2 separate regions of the Macaca mulatta genome follow, and region 2 is linked to region 1. A link is a contact called in public Hi-C data. All regions are on one chromosome and are shown on one strand. The core of a region is the stretch at or near the end of the contact, and the rest is flanking DNA. Distances in the headings are between cores, read along the strand shown.

Region 1 (4,298 bases), core at 564-3,063:
GGGTGCTGAGTAAAGACAAAGTTTAGGAAGCTGATTCAGGCCTATCCTTCCCCATCTTTCCCTCTTTCCTGTATCCTGGTACAGGAACCAACTAGAAAGACTAGAACCTTAAGGAGCAGAAGGGAGAAGAAAGAAGACTTCCCTGGTTTTCAAGGTAGGTGTCCTATTTGGCTGCCCTATTGAGGAAGGAGCCAGGGAATGAAGATGAGACACGTTGGTAGGGGGTAAGAGTGGGAGATTTCACAGTGGACTAGGGAGGCCAAGGAACAAAACTGGAGGGCAGGGATATGTCCCTCACCAAAGATATAGACGACGCTCACGGTCCCACCAGCTCCAAGCAGCCCAGCAAGCCAGAGCGCAACTTTTTTGGCATAGCTGGGACCCTCTGAACCCGGCTGCTGCTGTGGCCCTTGTGCCTTAGTGCCCCCGCGGCTCCCGATCTCTGCGGCCTGCGATTGAGAAAGGGGAGGTCAGCTAAGAGAGAAGAGAGGTCAGGATGGTTCCAACCTTCCAGTACAAGAAGAATCAAGTTCGGGAGCCAAGAGGCAGACACCCACAGAGCCCTGGACATCTGTGTCCCTGGAGGCGCAGTCAGGAAGTGGGGCGCTCAGAGGGTCAAAAGCAGACTGTCCCGCACCAGGATGCCAGGAGTTTTAAGAGCTAACAGGCCAGGTGCACAGGATCCTGAAGGCAACAGGACTGGAGGGTCTGCAGTCCAGAAAAGCAGAGCACGGAGAATAAGGGATGGGAGGGCCTAAACACTGGGATGAGAGGAAACGGAGGTCACAAGTGGTGGGGGAAGGGGGACAGACAGGACGGGGAGTTACGACATCCGGCTGCTTGGGGCTAAAGGTAGCAGAGTTACAGGGTAAGGGATGGGAGCGGAGGCGGGGAGGGGCAATCACTTGTCTGGGGCTTGGGGAACTCGGGTACAGAAGTGATAGAGTTGGAGGTCAGAATGGCTGGGTCTCTGTCAACATGGAGGCAGGTCGAATTGGAAACCCAAACGTCTACCTCATCACCACCAACGCCACAGAGAAAATAACTCCCACGGCCAGACTGGGACTCCAGCATACCAGGCCCCTCCTGCTCAAGTATCACCTGAGTGGTCACTGAGATGGGGAACCGGTAACCTTCTCCTCCTCCGGCACCCACGTGGGTGGGAGGTGGGGTCTAGAGGACACATCTGGGTTCCCAGCCTCCAGCCTAGGGGAGCAAGTGTTGTCCACCCAGGAGGCTGGGAAGGGCCCCAAAACGCAAGCGGCGTTTCATTCAGCACCCTGAGGTGAGGCGTCCCGGAACCCCCAAGGGGCGGCGATATGTCCGGAACTCCAGGGAAGGGACCCCACATTCAGAGTGCCACCCTCGTTCCGCTCACCTGATCTGGGGCCCGGGGGGGCGGCGTCGCCAACCTCGTGCACAGTCCCCGCGAGCCGAGCCGGAGCCCGCTCCGCAAGCGCGAGCACAGCGCTGCCGAGGCCGCCATCTTGCGCTGACGCCACGCGGCCCCGCCCACTCGCTCCCTTTTCACCCGCCCCGGGCCGGAGCTACAGCCAATGGAAGCGCGGAGGCGGGGCGGGTGGACGGAAGCCCGAGAGAGACCAAAGTCATCGGGCGGATTGCTGCAGGCGCGCTTGCCTCTAACCATTCTCCTGGCTGCCTCTGGGGGGGCGCCAACTGGGATCCAAAGTCATCTGGACCACGCCCCGCTTGGGCCTTGCAGAGCGCCACCGCCCCTGCAAAGGACGCAGCGAGGGAAGGGATCACACTCATTGCCCAGAGGTAAAGCTGAGGCCATAATGGAGTCAGTGGCTGCCTGATTTGTCCAAAAAAATAGTCACGAGTCAGGTCGCTTGTCTCACTGTGTAAGGGCATCGGCCCTCACCTCCCAATTGTCAGAAATATACATTGAGGCCCTGAAAGCGACCTGAAAAGCCAGTCCTCGAAAACTCTTTTGGCCAGGCACGGTGGCTCACACCTGTAATCCCTGCGCTTTGGGAGGCCGAGGCAGGAGGATCGCTTGAGGCCGGGAGTTTGAGACCACCCTGGATAACATAGCAAGACTGCCATCTCTATTTTTAAAATTAATAATAATAGGCCAGGCGCGGTGGCTCACGCCTATAATCTCAGGACTTTGGGAGGCTGAGGCAGGCAGATCACCTGAGGTCAGGAGTTTGAGACCAGCCTGGCCAATAAGGCAAAACCCCCTCTCTACTAAAAAAAAAAAAAAAAAAAAAAAAATTAGTCAGGCATGATGGTGCACGCCTGTAGTCCCACCTGCTGGGGAGGCTGAGGCAGGATAATCGCTTGAACCCGGGAGGCGGAGGTTGCAGTGAGCCTAGATGGTGCCACTGCACTCCAGCCTGGGAGACAGAGGGAGACTCCGTCTCAAAAAAATAAAAATTAATAATAAAACTCTTCCTCACATGGAGCTGGGAGGAGGAATCTGTTTTCTCTCCCATTCCTTCCTACTTTTTTTTTTTTTTTTTTTGAGACAGAGTCTTGCTCTGTCACCAGGGCTGGAGTGCAGTGGCGCGATCTCGGCTCACTGCAAGCTCCGCCTCCAGGGTTCATGCCATTCTCCTGCTTCAGCCTCCCGAGTAGCTGGGACTACAGGTGCCCGCCACTATGCCCTACTACTTTTTTTGTATTTTTAGTAGAGACCGGGTTTCACTGTGTTAGCCAGGATGGTCTCGATCTCCTGACCTTGTGATCCGCCCGCCTCGGCCTCCCAAAGTGCTGGGATTACAGGCGTGAGCCACCGCGCCCGGCCCCTTCCTACCATGATTTTCTATAAAGGACTGGAGAGCCAACCATTTTACCTGAGGCTCAGCCAAAGAACAGCAGTATCTGGCTGTAGAGGGCTTGACTGACAAACGAATTAGAGGCTATAGATAGACACTACAAACCTCCCCTAAATTGAGTGGAAGAAAAATCAGATCCTGTTTATGTAAACTTTAAAACCAAATACCAAGGTAGTAAAAATACGAATTCAAGCAAGGGAAAGACACAACGAACTCGGCACTCCTGGTTACTTCTGGGGGAATGGATTGGGGTGCTGCTGAAGTGGGTCCTATCTAGTACATATTGTTTCCTGTTTCCTCCGCTGGGTGGTGGGGACATGGGTGTTCTTGGTATATAACCTTGAACATCTGAAATGTTTTTTGTTTTTGAGACAGAGTTTTGCTCTGTCACACAGGCTGGAGTGCCGTTGGCGCAATCTCGGCTCACTGCAACCTCCACCTGCCAGGTTCAAGTGATTCTCATGCCTCAGCCTTCCAAGTAGCTGAGAATACAGGCGCCCACCACCATGCCTGGCTAACTTTTTTTTGTATTTTTAGTAGAGACAGGGTTTCACCATGTTGGGTCAGGCTGGTCTTTAACTCCAGACCTCAAATGATCCGCCCCCCTTGGACTCCCAAAGTGCTGGGATTACAGGCATGAGCTATCGTGCCCTGCCTGAAATGTTTTATAGTACATTTACATTTGTAAAAAGACAGGAATATCTAACGAGGAAGGGAAACAGGTTCTGGGTACTAAGCCCCAGTCTCTAAGATTGCACCCACTGGATAAGCTACAGCAATCCTGGTGTCACTGCTATCAGGGTTCAAGGAAAAGGACCACCGGGCACTGTGGCTCACGCCTGTAACTGCAGCACTGTGAGAGGCCGAGGCAGGAGGATCACTTGAAGCTAGGAGATCGAGACCAGCCTGAGCAATATAGTGAGACCCGTCTCTATAAAAAATTTAAAAATAAAAAAATTATCCAGACATGGTGGTGCACGCCTGTAGTCCCAGCTACTTAGGAGGCTGAGGCAAGAGGATCGCTTGAGCGCAGGAGGTTGAGGCTGCAGTGAGCAATGACTGTGCCACTGAACTCCAGCCTGGGCAATAGAGTGAGACCCCCATCTCAAACAGAAAAGAAAAAATAAAGGACCATTGGCCAGGCGCAGTGGCTCACGCCTGTAATCCCAGCACTTTGGGAGGCCGAGGCGGGCGAATCACAAGGTCAGGAATTCAAGACCATCCTGGCCAACATAGTGAAACCCATCTCCACTAAAAATACAAAAAAATTCACTGGGTGTGGTGGTGCGTGCTACTGGGGAGGCTGATACAGGAGAATCGCTTGAACCTGGGAGGCGGAGGTTACAGTGAGCCAAGATCGTGCCACTGCACTCCAGCCTGGTGACAGAGCAACACTGTCTCAAAAAAAAAAAAAAAAGAAAAAAAAAAAAAAAAGACCATCAAGCACTGTATCCTGCACCACAAATCTAGGTTTCCTGGAGGATACTGTGATTT
Region 2 (4,841 bases), core at 1,817-4,316, 49 kb before region 1:
TGCCAGTAGTCCAAGCCACTTGGGAGGCTGAGGCAGGAATCACTTGAACCCAGGAGGCAGACATTGCAGTGAGCCGAGATGGTGCCATTGCACTCCAGCCTGGGTGACAGGGTGAGAATCCGCGCACACACACACACACACACACACAAAGAGAGAACAAATGACTCCAAGATTTTTTCATTTGGAACAACTAGAAGGATTGAGTTGCCTTCAGTTGAGATGGAGAAGCTGTGGTCAGAATTTTTTTTTTTTTTCTTTTTTTTTTTTTTTTTTTTTTTTTTTTTTTTTGAGACGGAGTCTCACGCTGTTACCCAGGCTGGAGTGCAGTGGCGCGATCTCGGCTCACTGCAAGCTCCGCCTCCTGGGTTCCCGCCATTCTCCTGCCTCAGCCTCCTGAGTAGCTGGGACTACAGGCGCCCGCCACCGCGCCCGGCTAATTTTTTGTATTTTTTTTAGTAGAGACGGGGTTTCACTGTGGTCTCGATCTCCTGACCTTGTGATTCGCCCGCCTCGGCCTCCCAAAGTGCTGGGATTACAGGCTTGAGCCACCGCGCCCGGCCCGGTCAGAATTTATTTGGGACTAATTATCAAAAATTGTGTTTTGGCGGCCAGGCGTGGTGGTTCACGCCTGTAATCCCAGCACTTTATTTTGGGTTTTGGTTTTGTTTTGTTTTGTTTTGAGATGAAGTCTCACTCTGTCGCCAGGCTGGACTGCAGTGGCACGATCTCAGCTCACTGCAATCTCCGCCTCCTGGGTTCAAGCAATTTTTGTGCCTCAGCCTCCCAAGTAGCTGAAACTACAGGCGTGCACCACCACACTCAGCTAATTTTGTATTTTTAGTAGAGATGAGGTTTCATCATGTTGGCCAGGATGGTCTCAATCTCCTGACCTCGTGATCCACCCTCCTCTGCCTCCCAAAGTGCTGAGATCACAGGCATGACCACCGCGCCTGGCCTCCAGCACTTTGGGAGGCCGAGGCAGGGCAAATCACTTGAGGCCAGGAGTTTTGAGACCATCCTGGCCAACATGGCGAAATCCTGTCTCTACTAAAAATACAAAAATTAGCTGGGCGCGGTGGTGGGCACCTGTAATCCCAGCTCCTCAGGAGGCTGAGGCAGGAGAATCGCTTGAGCCCAGGAAGTGTAAGCTGCAGTGACCCGGGAGGTGGAGGTTGCAGTGAGCCTAGATCGTGCCCACTGCACTCCAACCTGGGTGACAGAGTGAGACTCTGTCTCAAAAAAATAAAAATAAAATAAGGTAGTTGGAAATTCAGCATTAAAACTTACTTTAAGAATTTTTACTTGATTTTTCTATTTTTCCAGAGAGTTTCTCTGGCCTCTTTGACTTGCAGGTAATGAGCAGTGTATTATTATAGCCATTCAAATTGGAAGCTATGCTGAATTCTGGAGACTTTACGGCTAGCTCATAATTACCAGTTCCCTCCAGTGATCAAGCTATCTGCCTAATTTAAAGTTACCTTCCAAAGAAGTCCTTTCTTTTGTCTTCTGTGGAATATCACAAATGTGCCTTTTGAAGCATATATGTCACATGTGGGAGAACTCACTCCATCTCTCCAAGAGAATTGTAGAAACAAAGCAAGGTACGCATGAGTCAGAATGATTTCCAACCCAATCAGCTCCCAGACACGACCTGTGATAGGTCAGAATTGTTAGATGGATCCTCCTGAAGTTCAATTGCCAGCAACTCTCATATTTGGATTCCAGTTAAATTCAAAGAATTTTTTTTTTTTCGAGTCAGGGTCTCGCTGTGTCACACAGGGCTGGAGTGCAGTGATGCAATCATAGCTCACTGCACAGTCGACCTCCCAAGCTCAAGTCATCTTCCCACCTCAGCCTCCTGAACAGCTGTGACTACAGGTGCACATGCCACCATGCCTGCCTGATATGTTTTTGTAGGGACAGGGGTCTCACTATGTTGCCCAGGCTGGTCTCAAACTCATGGGCTCAAGTGATCCTCCCACCTTTGCCTCCCAACGTGCTGGGATTACAGGCATGAGCCACTACACCCAGCCACAGCTGACTGATTTTAAATGGAACACAGACTTTCACATTTTGGGTTATCATCAGGATCAGAGCTAGCCACACAGAAAGACTAACCACATCATTAGAGAGTTGGGGCTTGGAGCCATGTGATATCAGGTAGGAGGCTGGAGATTGACTTCAACAAAATGGGCAATGGTTTAATCAAGCATGCCTATGTAGTAAAACCCCAATAAAAATTCTCGACACCAAAGCCTGGGTAAGAGTCCTATGTCAGCACTACCCCCGCACTTATTGCCACACATGGACGACAAAGGGTAACACATCCCTAGGAACACAGGAACTTCACAGTTGAAACCCTCCCCATCCCAGATTGTGCCTTATACATCTCTTCTAATCTGTGTCCTTTGCCTGTAATACGCATGACTGAGTATAACATTTCAATGAGCTCTGGGAATTATCAGGCCTAAAGGTGGTTTTGGGAAACCCCCAAACTTGCAGTGTCAAAATATTACTTACAGGCCAGGCCACGTGGCTTAGGCCTGTAATCCCAGCACTTTGGGAGGCCAAGGCAGGATGATCACTTGAGACCAGAAGTTCGAGACCAGCCTGGGCAACAAAGTGAGCTCCAATTTCTACAAAAAATAAAAAATTAGCTGGGTGTGGTGGTGCCAGCTACTCCAGAGGCTGAAGCAGGAGGATGGCTTGAAGCTGGGAGGTCAAAGCAGCAGTAACCGAGATCGCATCACTGCACTCCAGCCTAGGTGACAGGGCGAGACCCAGTCTGGAAAAAAAAAAAAAAAAGACAGGAGCTGGAAAATGACCTTATAAGGAACTTTACATTAATATTGAAGTGGTTGTAATTTAAAACACCGCACAGTCCGCAGGTCCTCAGGCGCTCAGAGGACCAGAGGCGGCTACAGACGTAATGGCTACTCAGGACCGCTAGGGAACGCTCGAGGAGCGTGCACCGTGCTTACGCATGCGCACACTGTCGCACGCGCAGCGTTTACGCACACACCGAGACTCGCGCATGCGCATATCCTGCATACAGCAGCGCAATACCGTTATTTCCGTCTCCGTAGAAACACTCGGACTATGGCGGAGTCGACTGGACTGTTGGAGATGTCTGAGCTCCCCGGAGACAGCAGTGTCCCACAGGTGGGCACAGCGAGTGGCGTCAGCGACATACTGCAGGGGGCAGTCGGCGGCGGGGTTCGGGTGCAGGAGTCCCGTGAAGGCCTAGTGGCCGAAGCTACGCGGTCCATGGCGCGGGTGCCGAGCCCTGTGCCCGAGCCCATCCCCAGCAGCGTCCCGGGCCTGGCGTCCGCGCCAGACCCCCGTCAGCAGCTCGCTTTCTTAGAAATTAACCGGCAGCTCTTGTTCCGCGAGTATCTGGATGGTAGCTCCATGATTCCGGTCAGATTACTACGGGATTTCGAGGAACGCCGCAGGCTGTTCGTGGAAGGCTGCAGGGCGAGGGAAGCAGCCTTTGACGCGGATCCACCGCAGATGGACTTCGCTGCTGTCGCGTTTACTGTAGCGCTGACTGCCTCCGAGGCCCTCAGTCCTCTGGCCGACTGAGTCGGCTGTGATGATGGGACTGGTGGCAAAGAATAGCCAAGTGACCCTTTTCGGATCAAAAGAACAGGCAGGCTGTGCCAGTTTAGTTAACTCTGTCGTTAGGGGGAATGCAAACTGGAAGGGAATACGGCAATGTGCAATTGAAGGAGGAAGCACACTGCGAAATGGAAACAGACAAGACTGTTGAATCTGGGAGTCTCGCATCCCTAGGCTGGTCCCGAACGCTTGGACCTGAGCGATCCTCCCGCTTCGGCCTTGCAAAGTGCTGGGATTACTTTACAGGCTTGAGCCACCGCGCCCGGCCGAATCTTGTGTTCAAACAGGTCCCAAGATACTTCTGACTTAGCACTTTTTTAGCAATGCATTTTCCTGCATTTGTGGAGAATCCTTCAAGACTTTCACCATAAAGGATGGTTTTGCAAAGATCTGAGAAAAAAAATGCCAATAATAGAACCCATAGAAATGAACCAAAGTGATGAAAGGAGACAAAGAAATAGAGTTGTCAGGAATCCAGGTGTACCTGAGTTACTAGGACTGGAAGGCTATTGAGAGGACTTTGAAATTTCACAATTTGTGGTCATGTCAACAAATCCTAGTGTAAGATTCATATTTGTGTTTTCTGAGGTACTTTAGATGAATGGTAAATATTCAGTAGAAAAACCCACGTATTTATTATATGATCCATGTTTTCAAGTCTATGTGAAATTGGGTAGGTGTGGAATAAACTTTTTTTTTAATTTTAAGCTTTTTATTCTAGAATATGTATTCTATTCACAAGACTCAACAACAACAAAAAAAGTATCGGCCGGGCGCAGTGGCTCACGCCTGTAATCCCAGCACTTTGGGAGGCCAAGGCTGGTGAATCACCTGAGGTCAGGAATTCAAGACCAGTCTGGCCCATATGGTGAAACCCATCTCTACTAAAAATAAAAAATTAGCCGGGTGTGGTGGCACGCGCCTGTAGTCCCAGCTACTTGGGAGGCTGAGACAGGAGAATCACTTGAACCTGGGAGGCAGAGGTTGCAGTGAGCTGAGTTCACGCCACTGCACTCCAGCCTGGTCAACAGAGTGGGACTCCGTCTCAAAAAAAAAGAAAAAAAGTATCAAAAGATGCTGTGAGAACTCTCTCTGGTTGCTGTCCTCTGTCAAACTCAGAACTATTCCATGCAGGTGTCATTGCTTATGGCTTGGGGTTTTGTTGTTGTTTTCTTGGTTTTGCTTGTTTTTTGCTTTTTCACTGTATGCCTTTCAAGTTT

Evidence for each region. A called contact is a pair of places that touch in the nucleus more often than the background predicts.
Region 2: a contact with region 1 is called in a Hi-C map of fetal cortex germinal zone, with 2.7 times the contacts expected there. The contact joins the promoter of EID2B here to the promoter of TIMM50 in region 1. A contact is called at or near these places in 2 of 14 Hi-C or Micro-C datasets (fetal cortex germinal zone and fetal cortical plate).

The regions. Positions count from the first base shown.
Region 1 is chr19:50,583,352-50,587,649 of T2T-MMU8v2.0, reverse strand. It overlaps TIMM50 (translocase of inner mitochondrial membrane 50), which reads right to left and starts at 1,813. Exons shown (of 13, transcript XM_015123912.3): 1 at 1,712-1,813; 2 at 1,675-1,710; 3 at 1,379-1,672; 4 at 299-449. The coding sequence starts at 1,798. All of the region lies in intron 1 of GMFG (glia maturation factor gamma), which reads left to right.
Region 2 is chr19:50,633,423-50,638,263 of T2T-MMU8v2.0, reverse strand. EID2B (EP300 interacting inhibitor of differentiation 2B) reads left to right here and starts at 3,066. Exons shown (of 1, transcript NM_001194180.2): 1 at 3,066-3,873. The coding sequence starts at 3,100. The coding sequence ends at 3,585. All of the region lies in intron 1 of GMFG (glia maturation factor gamma), which reads left to right. It also overlaps the pseudogene LOC722017.